Linked DNA regions of Triticum aestivum: region 2 is linked to region 1. Evidence: chromatin contacts called from public Hi-C data. All regions are on one chromosome and are shown on one strand. Each heading gives the region's core, a stretch centred on a gene start, on an enhancer-like site or on the middle of the called end of the contact. The rest is flanking DNA. Distances are from core to core; before and after follow the strand shown. Region 1 has its middle 52 kb from the start of LOC123153531. Region 2 holds the start of LOC123152403.

The links. Hi-C and Micro-C count contacts between places; a contact is called where the count stands out from the background.
Region 2: a contact with region 1 is called in a Hi-C map of leaf, with 5 times the contacts expected there. The contact joins the promoter of LOC123152403 here to the enhancer-like site in region 1. A contact is called at or near these places in 3 of 5 Hi-C or Micro-C datasets (leaf and an unstated tissue).

The regions. Positions count from the first base shown.
Region 1 is chr7A:585,086,200-585,093,626 of IWGSC CS RefSeq v2.1, forward strand. No RefSeq gene overlaps it. Among protein-coding and RNA genes, the nearest start is that of LOC123153531, 52 kb to the left of the region's middle. Within about 2 kb of position 3,577, at least 2 of the 8 cell types and tissues checked have an H3K27ac peak or open chromatin away from gene starts, as enhancers often do.
Region 2 is chr7A:585,241,734-585,249,160 of IWGSC CS RefSeq v2.1, forward strand. LOC123152403 reads left to right here and starts at 3,133. Exons shown (of 1, transcript XM_044571964.1): 1 at 3,133-4,791. The coding sequence starts at 3,941. The coding sequence ends at 4,561.

The DNA.
Region 1 (7,427 bases), core at 2,327-4,826:
AGTTCTAGCACACGTTCAGCTCGATGACGATCCCCGGACTCCGATCCAGCAAAGTGTCGGGGAAGAGTTCTGTCAGCACGACGGCGTGGTGACGATCTTGATGTACTACTGCAGCAGGGCTTCGCCTAAGCACCGCTACAATATTATCGAGGACTATGGTGGAAGGGGGCACCGCACACGGCTAAGAATATGATCACGTGGATCAACTTGTGTTTCTCTGGGGTGCCCCTGCCTCCGTATATAAAGGCTCAAGGGGGGGTGCGGCCGGCATAGGAGAGGTGCGCCAGGAGGAGTCCTACTCCCTCTGGGAGTAGGATCCCCCCCCAATCCTAGTTGGAATAGGATTCGTGGAGGGGGGAAAGAGAGAGGGGGGCCGGCCCCCTCTCCTTGTCCTATTCGGACCAAGGGAGGGGTGGGGCGCGCGGCCCATCTTGGGCTGCTCCTTCTCTTTTCCACTAAGGCCCACTTAGGCCCATATAGCTCCCGGGGGGTTCCGGTAACCTCCCGGTACTCCGGTAAAATCCCGATTTCACCCGGAACACTTCCGATATCCAAAAATAGGCTTCCAATATATCAATCTTTATGTCTCGACCATTTCGAGACTCCTCGTCATGTCCGTGATCACATCCGGGACTCCGAACAACCTTCGGTACATCAAAATGCATAAACTCATAACACAACTGTCATCGTAACCTTAAGGCTGCGGACCCTACGGGTTCGAGAACAATGTAGACATGACCGAGACACGTATTCGGTCAATAAACAATAGCGGAACCTGGATGCTCATATTGGCTCCTACATATTCTACGAAGATCTTTTATCGGTCAGACCGCATAACAACATACGTTGTTCCCTTTGTCATCGGTATGTTACTTGCCCGAGATTCAATCGTCGGTATCCCATACCTAGTTCAATCTCGTTACCGGCAAGTCTCTTTACTCGTTCTGTAATACATCATCCCACAACTAACTCATTAGTTGCAATGCTTGCAAGGCTTAAGTGATGTGCATTACCGAGAGGGCCCAGAGATACCTCTCCGACAATTGGAGTGACAAATCCTAATCTCGAAATACGCCAACCCAACATGTACCTTTGGAGACACCTGTAGAGCTCCTTTATAATCACCCAGTTACGTTGTGACGTTTGGTAGCACACAAAGTGTTCCTCTGGCAAACGGGAGTTGCATAATCTCATAGTCATAGGAACATGTATAAGTCATGAAGAAAGCAATAGCAACATACTAAACGATCGGGTGCTAAGCTAATGGGATGGGTCATGTCAATCAGATCATTCAACTAATGATGTGATCCTGTTAATCAGATGACAACTCTTTGTCCATGGATAGGAAAAATAACCATCTTTGATTAACAAGCTAGTCTAGTAGAGGCATACTAGTGACACTCTGTTTGTCTATGTATTCACACATGTATTATGTTCCCGGTTAATACAATTCTAGCATGAATAATAAACTTTTATCATGATATAAGGAAATAAATAATAACTTTATTAGTGCCTCTAGGGCATATTTCCTTCAATCTCCTCTCATTAAATTTGATTTGATTGATTTGGAAATATTTAAACGACAGTAAAACTCCAAATAATATCATATTTCAATTGGAACTCCAAAATCCAAACAAACTCCATATGAAATATTCATCCACCACATTTGAGAAAGTCATCTTATTCTCACTCCAAAAATGTGATTGTGGTTTCCAATATTTCAAAAAAGAGTCAAACAAAAATTAAAGCCCTTTGATTTTCTTGAATAAACTTCCTCAGCCATAGTTTTATTTATTGGACAAAATGTTACCCAACTTTTATAACATGATTAGAAACATTTTAAACAAGAACTCAAAATGTTTTAATTCTCGTGAAAATAAAATAATTTCATACAATCCATCACACAACAATCAAACAAAAAATCATATTTATTTATTTAATATAACATTCCCAAATATAGAATTTTGGGATGTTACAATAAGTCATTTTAGAGATTTCAATATGGACTACATACGAAGGAAAATGGGTGAATCTATACTCTAAAATATGTTTATATACATCTGTATGTAGTCCTTATTGAAATATCTAAAATGGCTTATATTTTGAAACGGAGGGAGTATATGAAAAATGTATACAAAAAAATACAGTATGTGTGAAAAAGTTGATTATTTACTAAAATATGTTAATCAAAGCATTTTATAAAATGTTAATCTTGTATTCAAAAAATTTAATCAAGAATTTGAAAAATGTTAACTGTGTATAGAAAAATGTTGAACACGTATTAAAAAATGGTAACCTTGTATTTAGAAATTATAATCAAGCATTTTAAGAATGTTAAATGTGTCTAAAAAATGGTCACGCGTATTAAAAAAATGTTAATCATGTATTTCCAAAATATTAATCAGTCATTTAAAAAAATGTTAAACATGTACAAAAAAGTTGTTGACATGTCTTTGTAAAATTTTAATCTTATATATGGAAAATGTTAAACCGGTATTACAAATATGTATTAGATATATACCAAAAATGTACAAAGTGTATAGAAAAAATAGACATGAAAATTATAAGTGTTCCAAAAAATAACCATGTATTTTAAAAATATATATTAAATGTGTATATAAAAAAGGTTTCTGATATATACAAAAATATTGAATGTGTACTGAAGAAGTTGACATGCGTGGAAACCACAGAAAATTTACAAAAGCAAATGAAACCAAGAAATGCAATAGGAAAACCAAAGAAACCCCAAACAATGAAAACCAGAGATGCCCAAAGAAAAAGAATGGAACAGAAAATCTGAGAAAGAAACAAAAAGATGAAGAAGCCCTATGAAACCAAGAGAGAAATATATAAAAATTGAAGGAAGAAAAGAAACTAAAAATAAAAACAATGAAAACCAATAAAATAAGAAAACAAACAGTGAAAACCGAATGAAAAAGAAGAAAAATCAGAGAAATAACAAAGAAGGTGAAACTAAAAAACCAACGAAGAAACAAATAGAAACAAAAGGAAACATAAAAAACAAAAAATGGACCAAACTTTCTCATCATCAGAGGAAAAAAGGGGCCAAAAACGGTCATGTGCAGCGTCCAATACAATGCCAGCGTGCGTTAGAAAAAGGAGGGAAATTTGTTTTTGCCACTCTTGTTTTTGCCAATTTTTCTTATGCCACTCTAGATTTTAGACATTTCACATTTGTGAGTCTTATCTTTTGACAATTATAACAATTGCCATTCTGTGGCAAAAGCAAATAATTTTGTTTCAGTTTTGCTACTCTTAGCTTTTGACAATTATCACAATGGTCATTCCGTGGCAAAAGCAAAATAATTTTGTTCAGTTTTGCCACTCTTAACTTTTGACAATGTATCACAATTGACATTCCTGGCAATTGTGATAATTGCCAAAAGCTAAGAGTGGCAGAAGTGAAATGTCAAAAGCTAGAGTGGCATAAGGAAAATAGGCAAAAGTTAGAGCGGCAAAAACAAAAAATTACCGATAATAAAAACAAACGGGCCGGCCCAGCTACAACAGGGCGAACCAAAGTTTTAGGCCAGACGGTACTATCCCTCGCTACAAGCAAGATATAGGGCGTGTTTGGATGCAGTCCTGGGACATATTCACCTGGCCTGAGACCTGCCTGGACATTGTTTGGTTGCCAACCTGAAATCTCAGAGGCGTCCCTGGCCTGGAGGTCACAGGCAGCTTGTTTAGCCTGGCCAGTTCACAGGCAGCTTGTTTAGCCTGGCCCAGGCCGACGGAGTCGGACGCCTGGCTTCCAGGCATGCACAATTTTCAGCTACTCAAGTACATGCATGCTGTATGACCTGTCCAATCAAGCTGCCACCTGTTTTTTTAATGCTTAACTATTTGTCCCAGGCCAGTGTTCCAACCAAACATCACATGCACAGGCGTGCCTGGCCAGGCAATTTTTCTCTCTTTCCCAGGCCAACACCAGGCTTTACTTTTTACCAGGCACGGTGGCCAGGACTTGAACCAAACACGCCCATAATACCTCCGGTCTTCCTTGACTCGAGACAGTAACACAGCTCGCCTCAAGCAACCACCAGAATGGGTCGGCCAGTGCGGACCACAGGCCTTCAACGCTCTTTTTCATATATATACTTTTCACATTTTTGCTTTCATTTTTTGCTATAATGTTTTTATCTTTCTTATTTTCTAACTATCCTAAAAATATCTATAATGGAAATAACTTTGGCATTTAATTTGGAGAATGTTAAGCGTGTGTAGAAAAATGTTTGTGATCTCTAAGAAAATTGTACAATGTGTATGAAAAAAATAGACATCAAAACATAAATCTTGAAAAAAATTAATCATGTATTTGAAAATGCCAATCGTGTATATAAAATTGTTTCATATGTATACAAAAAATGTACAATGTGTATGGAGAAAGGTAGACATCAAAAAATATATGTTTTAAAAATATTAATCTTGTATTTGAAATATTTTCAATGTGTACATAAAAATATTCCTGATGTATACAAAATACGTAAAATATGTATGGAAAAATAGTCATAAAGAAATAGAAGTTTTTATAAATGTTAATGATGTATATGCACAAATGTTAAATGTTTATATAAATACTTTTACTGGTGTATATGGAAAATTTAGAATGTGTATTGAAAAAATTTGACATCAAAAATATTAGTCATGTATTTGAAAAGGTGTTCAACGTCTACACAAAAAATGCTTATACAAGGCAATAAACAGTTTGCGTAGGATAAAAAAGGCTTATTTGCAGTAAAAATATGTACATGAACTTTAAAGAAATATTCACGTGCTTCCTAAAAATGGCCATGAAATTTCTAAAAATGTTTATACAATGCTAACAGAAAAAATTGTGTTGTTTAAAAAATGTTTATTTCCATTAAAAACTCAATGTGTATTAGAAAAATATTGAGCATGTATTCGTAAATGTTTTCAACACAATATATTAAGAAAATGTACATGATGTATTTGAAGAATGTAAAACATGTATCAAAAATATGTTTCACGTGTACGCTAAAAAAGTATTTTGTGTAGTAAAATAATTAGACATCTGTTAAAAAGGAAAACTAATGAAAACTGATAGAAAAACAAAAAAGAAAACCAAAGAAAGAAAAAAAGCCGATGAAAACCAAGAAAGAAACAAAGAAATCAGTACAAAAAAAGAAAAAAAATGAAAACCCAGAAAGAAAAGAAGAAACCCGGTGGAGAAACAAATAAAACAAAAAAAACCCTAAAAAACACGAAAAATGGACCAGCCCAGTAGGCAAACGTGAAGGGTGGGGGAGGGGGTCGTTCAGGCAAGACGGGCGCCATACTCTCTAGAAGCGAGATATAGTCTTCGCACAGGGAAATCGTCCCGTAGACTACATGCAAACTGCTACAGTATGGGCGGGTTTATTGATCAATGATCATGGGTGATTAGTATATGCAGATTTGCCTTTGAAGGCCCAGCCTCCTCCTACACTGAGGCCCAGAATGTTGCCGAGTTTTGACATTCTCTTGATCAGAGTCGCAACATGTGGCTCGAACGATGGTATGACCCAATATGTACCCAATATTCATTTCTCGATAAATAAAGCTTGGAAAATTCTCAAGAAGAAACACGGGTTATGCTAAAAAGAAGTACGGACGGACGGCTGTGTGAGGAATCACGCTGTAACTGGGCTAGCCGGCTAGCTCACCAGTGTAGTTTGGTACTTGAGACTTGAGAGGCCAGCATTAGAGCAACTCTTTTTTTTTTGACCTGAGCATTAGAGCAACTCTAGTAGACCCCGCAAAATCTCAACCTGTAAAACGTGTTTGCAGTTTGACGAATATCCCGTCTGCGAGTCGAGAATGAGCACGGCTGAACATCTTCAACATCTGCACGGCTGGCTTCCGTGTCATCCTGATAGTAATCATTGTCAATAAGATGTATAAAAAATTAGCCAAGGCAGTCAAGTTCTACCCCCGACTCATCATCATCATCATCATCATCATCATTGTCGTCCAAGTTAAGTAACTCGGAGGGGTTGGTTTTCTTTTTGGCAGGTTTTTTGATAGCCTTGCTCTTTGTCCGGGTCTTCTTGGCCGGCTTGTCTTGCAACTTCTTATTCTAAAAAGGAGAATCGGCCTATGAAAGTCAAGCGGTTATAAGAAGACAGTTTAAGTAGAAATATGATTCAGCTGAAAAATGTTTTACAAACTTACAACTGGTGGCTGGTTGAGGGTGTAGAACGGGTTCAGTGTGGCTTTGCTGCAATCTGTCAAGCTCTCATTCAGTAGAGTCTTGGTCATATTATTGATGTCTTCATCACTCAATTGGATCTGGCAGTGGCGTTGCGGGTCTTTTAAGTCGCCGGTGTACTCGCACATTAAGTCGGGACGGTGGCTTAAGGGCAGAACTCTCCAGGCGACCCGACACCGAACGAGATCAATTCCGGTCAAGCCGTTGGCCATCAAGGCTCGGATCTTTAAACAAACAAGCATATATATTTTTCCGCTCCGCTCAGTTGTACTGATGCGATCTGTAAGAGGCTGCCTGTTGCTAAGCTGGCTGACACGGTAACTTGGCAGAGAGTTTTCACCTTCCGGAGATGTGTGTTGGCAGGAAAACCAAGTTTGATTCCAGTCTTTAGGATGGCTGGGCGGCTTAGCAGCTGGGAAAGTGACTTATTTACGTCTCTGAATTGAAATACCACCCAATTCTAAACTGGGCCCATCAGTAAATTCAGTCTGGCGGTTCAGATAGTAGAACTCTCCGAACAGTTCTACGGCGGGCTCTTGCTGAAGGTAGACTTCACAGAAAACTTGGAAATTGCGGATGTTTGAAACAGAGTTGGGTCCTATGTCTTGTGGATGAAGTTGAAAAAAGCTCAGTACGTCACAGAAAAACTTTGAGCTAGGTGGGCTGAACCCCCGGAGCAGATGGTCAGTGAAAACTATAACCTCGCCCTCCTTGGGTTGAGGAGGGACTTCTATGCCCGGGACCCTCCAATGAATGATCTCTTTCTTGGCTAAAACAACGGTTTGAACAAATTCGTTCAGTGTTTCTTCGGTGACCCGGGAGACGACCCAGTTGCAGGACGTAACGGATTTTTCCTTTGACATTATGAACTACAAAAGAAAGTGTTGTCGGGTTAAGAATGATGTTGTTAAGCCGGCCAGAGTTATAAGGATGAATAAGCAAGCATGGTTAAACCAGAGTATGTCACCGTGTTATACAGGTTATCATGCATGTGATGGCGGCTTAAACGGGGCCTAATGTTATGTGACGGGTTACAATTTATGGTATAAGCCGCCATGGCAGTTATGGCACTTCAGATCTATCAGCGAAAATTTTGCTAAGTGATGGACAAACAGATTTTGCAGACTGATTCTATAGTTTTGGATCTACCGCTGTTTGAAAAAGAAAAGAAAAGTCTAAACCTAAGGTTGCGACA
Region 2 (7,427 bases), core at 1,883-4,382, 160 kb after region 1:
ACATATGCAGGACCCACCCGTCAGAGCTGACGTGGCTGCAAAGTCAACTCCATTTATTTTAACCATTATTTTGACCGTTATTATAGATGGGGTCCACATGTCAGCATCAACCTCCTCCTTCTTCATCCTCTCTCTCTAGCATTTCCTCGAACACCTCTTATGCACCTGCGAGCCACCTGCACGGCCCTCCATTGCCGGCGCTCGCGGTCGTGATCTACACAGAATTAACTTTACTCCAGTGCAGTGTGTGTCCCATGGGGAAGGAGCTGCAAGTCAAGGCGCTCCTGGGGCAGCGCCGGGGGAACTTCGCTGCGACCGGGTCCAAGTGTGCGCTGCGGTTCCCCGCCAAGGCTGACAACGCCATCTGGGCCGACGCCGAGGACGACCTCGACCCTGCCCCCACCAGCACCCTAGCGAGAGACATGCTCGAGGAGTTCGAGAAGGAGGTAGGGGCGGCAGCAGCATCCAAAACCTCGCCGGATCTGGCAGCGACGGCGGGTTCCTCGCCAGGAGATGGAGGGGCGGGTGCTCTTCGGCCCCGCGGCGCTGGCGGCTGCCTCACCGGGAAGATGGAGGGGCAGGCGCTCTTCGAATCCTGCGGCTCCGGCGGCCAGTGGCTGCCTCGCCGGCCGTATCGAGCGACGGTGCGGGCTCGAGAGCAGAGGTACGTGACAGCAGGTGGACTTCTTTTTTTCTTGATTGAGATTGTGGATTTAGGGGGAAAAATAAGCATATTTGTTAGACTGACATGCAGGCCCCACCTGTAATAACAGTCAACTTAATAGTTAAAATAAACGGAGTTGACTTTGTAGCCACGTCGACTATGACGGATAGGTCATGCATGTCATAAACCTGTTTAAATCGTCTAAACTGGTCATTTTCCAAAAAGGGTACTTTTTAGTCACAAAATTAAAAAAATACTAGTTTTCGATCAGTTTTTAAAAAGTGGTATTTCTGTGGGACGGTAGTCCATAAAGTGGTAGTTTTTTGTCAATCATTCATTAACACCAAGTTGCTCGATCGGAAACGTCGTGGATACAAACCAACCCCCGAGAGTTTAAATGCGGGAGATGAGAAGGTTCGCAGCAGGCCGTCGTCCCGTCCCTGGATTGGATGGTGGATCCATCCATCGATCATGCCATGCATGATCATGATCCGACCCATCCAGCCGGCTTCCCTGTACACAAATAGCCAGGCCTCTCGAGCTTGTGCTAGCTAAAAAAACGAGACGGGGACCGAAAGGATGGCGACGGTGGAGGCAACGACGCCGAAGCGGACGATCCCACACGTTTGGTTTCAACTCGTGGCGACACGACCTGGAAAGGAAAGGAGACGGTCGGGGCCCCGGACCGGTCACCACGCAGGCACGCACGCACAGTGCCGCCACCGCACTGTTTCTGTCCCCAATTAATTACGTGACCAAGCAAAGGTACGGTAGTAATATACGTTGGAGTAGTATCGAGCCGGCCGGCCGGCCGTCTCACGTACGATCTCGGCGATCCGGCCGGCGCGGCCGCCGGCCCCGTCACGTCACCGGTCCGGGCTGGTGCTGGTGGTGGAACAGCCGTACAGGTGCGTGACGCGGGTCGGCCGGCACCCGGCCGCGCCATTTGCAGCCGTCGCCGTCTGTCCCGGGCCGCCCGAGCAACAGCAGCAAATAAAAAGAAGGCTCGCTCGCACGCCCACCTCACCTGACGTTCGAGAAGAGTCGCCGCGCGCGCGCGCGCGCGGAGTCCGTCTTGCCGGTGCCAGGTCCGGGCGGCGACCCTTCCGCGAGCGCGCGCGCGTACGTTTCGTGCGCGATCGCTGTGGCATACTGATGAGACGCCGACGGCGAAAACCAACCAGCTGACACGAGCGCGCGCACTGGGACGCACGCATGCCCGCACGCTAACTCGTTTCCGTGGAAAATCCCCGCGGCACCTCCTTTTCGCATGGGCCCGTGACATTGTAGCTAGTAGTAGTAAGTAACATTTGCCAATGTCATCTTAGCCAAACTGTGATATCCTCGGTGTGTACAGAGCTGGGAGCGCGGCGTCTGATAATATACAGCAATACCTATCGATATCTATCTATCTACTCTACTCTACTCTCTGTGTGCGTCGTCCACCCATGGCCATGGGTCAACCAACCTGCACGCTAGCTCCTTCTCTTTTCAGCGCCTCCGATCCCGCGTTTACTTACCAACTGCCCGCGGGGTCAGCTTTATTTCCAAAAGATGTATGTATGTGTGCGCGCGCTAACCACCACGCAGTCAAGCAAGACAAACATAGTGGAACATCTTTCTCTTCCACAAGATCATATCTATAAAAGTCCACCGGAAGTCCAGTAGTATCTCAAACATAATAAAATATTAATTATATCGAGATTTTAAGAGCATTGAACGACCACTACTGCCGCCAGAATGAGCCGTCGACGCGCCGCTGTCGCTGCTCCTCACTCCTCTACCGGAGACAGCTTGACCATGTTGATGACAGCCGAGAAATTTTTGTGCACGCGCCCCTAAGGACCAACGCCGTTGAACCCTTGTATAGATCTGAAGTATCTGACGCCAAATCTTGCCACGTGACGAGAAACTCTAACCTCACTCTCCATGGAGACAACAGACATCTACGCCGAAGCTCCGTCAACTATGTCAGGACGAACGATGTCAAGGAGGATCGTAGCCCGGAAGACTAACTCTTGGGATTTTATTGGGTCGTGCACTTGTGTTGATGAAGTGAAGTTTCGTGCGTGCCTTGCGGGTATCTATATCGGTATCAGCTTCAATAAGCCAATTATTTTAGAATCTGATAGCTCATCTGCGGTTTCCTATCTTGCGGATGAAATTCTAGACAAGTTCCCACTTGTTGATCTTAAAAGAGAAGTGCTTGGCATTGAGAAGCTCACAAGAAACCTCAAGATCTTGAAGATCAATTGGCAGGCAAATATGGCGGCCCATAAGATTGCTAAGTTTAGTTTCGATTGCTAAGTTTAGTTTCGATAATAGGTCGGACAACTTTCATTTTAATAGTGTTCCGCCCTGCATGGCGTATGCTGCAATGAGCGATTGTACGAGCATTTTAAGTTGGTTAATATATGGGGTTTTTTAAGAAAAAGAAACGCCGTCACCCGCCTGTGTGCCGCACCTGCAAGGAATAAAAATCTCTAATCTAAAGTACTAACCGAAGAGAAGGCACCTGGATTCTCTTCCCCGCCACCGGCCGTCGGAGCGGCAGGCGAAGGGTTTGTGAATCCACAAGCTCATCGGTGAAACCTGCGGCGTATAATTAACATGTTCCCCCTCGTCCAGACCCATCGCAAGGAAAGCGAAAACCTAGATTTGCTTTATCGGGTATCAAACGGGAACTCCGAGCAAATAAAACACATTTCAAAAGAAGTCTGGAGGAAAGAGATTGTCATAGCCGCCTAGTATTAGAAACATAGTGGATCATAGCAGCCTAGGTTTTTGTTTGTACTCTAAAAAAAATCGACGAGATAAAAAAAATGAGCTAGTAGCATGCGTACGTCGCAAAGTTGCAAGACAATACAATCACCCACACAACAACCCAAGAGAAATCCACACGGCGATCGATGGGCAGACGATGAGATACATGCCAGTACAAGGCTAGGCGGCCGACACCCGATTTAAACTACACATTCTCCCCTCCCGCCGGTGACATCATATCCTTCAAATTTCAAGCCAGCCTTTGGAGATTGGTTTCGTCTTCCTCCTCACCGTCGCCATCACCATCGGCAACCTTTGCAACAAGCCACCCCCTTCCTCCAGCCATATATACCTCCACGCCTCCTCCTCGCCCTTCTCATCTCCTCATCGATCATTCCTAGCAAGCTCGCCCTCTCTCGAGAAAACAGAAGGCTCTCCTCTCTCTCTCACGGAAAACAGAAGGCTCTCCGGCTCTACTCCCCCGAGCTCTACACCCCGGCCTCTGCATCTCTAATGGGGGAGCACGCGTACGACCACAGCAGCAGCAGCGGGGGCGGCATGAGCCCGTCGACGCCGCCGGTGCAGCAGCGCAGGGGCCTCTCCCGCCACGCGACGGCGCCCAGGGCCACCACAACGCGGCCGGCGATAAGGATCATCCACATCATCGCGCCGGAGATCATCAAGACCGACGTCGACAACTTCCGGGACCTCGTGCAGCGCCTCACCGGGAGGCAGCACCACCAGCCGGCCGACGTCACGGCGAACGACCGCGCGGCAGTGACGGTGGGCGTGGCGACCACGCCGCCGTCGCCCGTAGAGGAGAAGCCGCAGCCGCAGAAGAAGAGGCTGGCACCAGCGCCGGCGCTGGCGGACGATTTCGTGGCGCAGCAGGAGAACAAGAGGAGGAAGAAGATCAAGTGCGAGGTGGTGAAGGTGGAGGAAGGAGGGTTGGGCTACGGCGGCGGCGACCTCGACTTCAGCGAGCTGTGGATGGATCTCAACCCCGGGGGCTTCCTGAGCTTCTTGGAGGAGGACGTGTTCCAGGGGATGATGGCTCCTGACCTGCTGCAGCAGCCGCTGGGGGCGCCGAGGATGGATTTAGTTGGTGAAATGTGCGCCTCCTTTCTGGCTTAGTTAGTTAGCCAGAGCTGTTCTTGTGATCTTTATCTTGTTTTTGTGAGAATTTTTTGCACTTTGGTTGAGAGAAATGGATTCTTTTCTCTCTTTCACTAGATGAACATATTTACAGTGGTCTTGAAAGAACTTGCGCCCATGGTTGCAAATACTAGTAGTGATTATGTAAGCCTCCCTGGTGGGATGATGATCAATGATCATCCAAGGAATATGATCGGTTTGGGTGCCTACATTTGTTTTCGGTCTCGATCAGAAATGTAAATAATTGTTCCATCTTGAAAATGCCATGTGGAGAACAAACAGAACAGTGATGGTTTCAAAACTCCATCGATACCGGTGCACTTCTATTTTCAAACTGTAGTTGCGCTTGCACTTGATCATCATTCCAAGTAGTTTTTGGAAGGAAAATCATACTCAATCTGAATAACATTTTTCTCTTTTTGCACAAGATGGAGCCCCATGATTCCATCAATTCAGTAGCTGCACCAGACAAAGGATGCTCTGCTAAGTGGTGTCTGTTTTTCTCTTTACTAGTTGCAAAATGATGTGGACAATCAGGTGTGTGTATGTGACTATGAAAAGCTGCGTAATACCTTGATGGGAATAATTATATTTTTGTACCACCATTCTTCTAGGTGAAGTCTTTAATAGTCCGGTTGTGTGTTGTCATTAGCAATATGCAGCGGTGTAAGCACGCTGGCAGAAAACGATGCTTGCGGTATGCTAATCCGTAGGTAACTTGTTAGCAAATACTTGCTTGTTCTGGCATCTTAAACAAGATCCAGTGGTTCTTTTTTAACAATTGGAATAATCACACATAATAGTACTACTGATCTAAGATGTGGTACTTCTGTACTTCAGAATAGATAGCCGTACCAAAGGGTAGCTTATAAATTCAGACAAAGCTATGGATGCTCAAATTTAGTTGACTATTAGCTTTTATTCAGCCAACTCCTTGTCAATCAATGGCCAAAGACTCCAGGAAATATCCAGTACTCATCTACCATGCATCTTATCCCAATGATAAAAATCCTAGGATATTATGTGCAATGAGCAACCTTTGATCTCACTTTCAGCCCTTAAATGCATGGAAGAAGTTTCTCTATATGCGTTAACTAGATCAGTGCCCACCTGAGCCCTCTCAAAGTCTATCACTAGTCACCTTAGCTTCTTTGTCACTCTCATGTCTTCAATTCCTTGATCTCTAGGAGAAAATTCAATTCTGGATTCATGCACCGTAGGCGTGCCCCTCCATCTACACTAAGAACATCATACATGTTTTCCCTGGGTTTCTAAGTGCTTTGTATGTAGGCAAAACAGGCAAGAACGAAACCGCTGAATATTGGCGTTTGCTCCGGTACGGCACTCAATCATTGTTCGACGCTAGTACCCGTAAAGAAAAATTGTGACTACCTGATAAAACATGTTGGACCCATGAAATAATGGAGGATTGTGCTTTGTATCTACCCTGTTATCCATGTCTCCCCAAGATGCTGGATATCCAACTCAATCCCAGCGGCCTCTCGGAAAATCCAAATGCCCAATGAGAGTATCTGGCACATCAACCATATTGTGTCCAAGAAAGAACTTTTGGGTGGTGGCCTTTTGTTGTTCCCATAGCACAGTTGTCACCACCCAACTGCTACCAAACGTTAAGGTCGGCTAGAAAATTGAGCTAGTGGCTCTTTTTTTGGCAGCTTTCAGAAGTCAAATGGAAAGGTTGTGAAATATCAGTTATCCCCATTGACAAGGGTAGACTTTTCCCTGTGGTTGCTTAATTAGCATTTTGAGAGCGGTTGTTCCCAAACAATGGTAGGGATGTGCTAGAGGCCTTGCCACGTTAGTTACTGGTAGTATTCAATAACAGTTGCACATGGAATGCCCCATTATATGTTCTTATCTGCGTTCGGTCTCTTATTTGATGGCCTTTTCTTCTCTGGCTTTTGGGTTTTTGTTAATGAAAATACGACCGGAATGAGTATGTATAAAGGATTTACAAAGGAATGAAGCATGAAACCTCGCTTCTGAGCAAGCAACTACTATATATGAGATAAAAAGCGCAAAAAGAAAACTACGAAATTAAAAAACTGTGGAAACAATAAGTTGATAGCCAACTACCCATCTAGGCAAGATGCAAGCTAAGAGAAGAAAAATCCTGTGCTGAGAAACTAGTTGATTAGCACGACGACATTTGAGTCGAGAGCTCTCTGATTAACTAACTAACTAGTTGGAAGCTACTACTAATTGGACCATTAGATAGAGGCAGCACCCATCAAAGTTGCTCACCCTTTGAGGCTGCCCCAACGGCCAACCACAGCATGGTGTGTCCTCATCAACTGTGTTAATCGAGAGAGACGCGCTGATAAACAATAGCTGGGGCTGATAGGCACTCCGTTTCTTATTGCCAACGTCCTGTGTTATCGGTTGGATCCACGTCCATGAATGAGATCTTTCTAGCGTAAACAAGAGAGCGCCAATTATTCAAACCCCCTCGTGCCCTGGACCTCGAGGTTGTGATGTCACAAGGTGGGCATCAGCGGGCTGGGTAATTAAGTGATGTTGCGCTGATTAAACTGCTTACTGCGTCGCTAATCTCCTCTCCAAACTTGTGGGTATGGTAGAAACAGTAATAAGTAACTACATGGAAAGGAATAGGGGTAGCTATATGTAGAATAGAATTGTGTCATCTACTGACTACTTCATCATCTTGTTTTGCTCATCAGTTTCTCCGCACTGGAGAAGAACAAATATCTCCAGAAACCAAAGAAGGAAATCACCAGCAAATTAACATGACAAGACAACTATAAAAAAAAAGGCAAGATAAGACAGTTACGGAGTTACCCAGTCCACATTTCTAGCGCGGTAA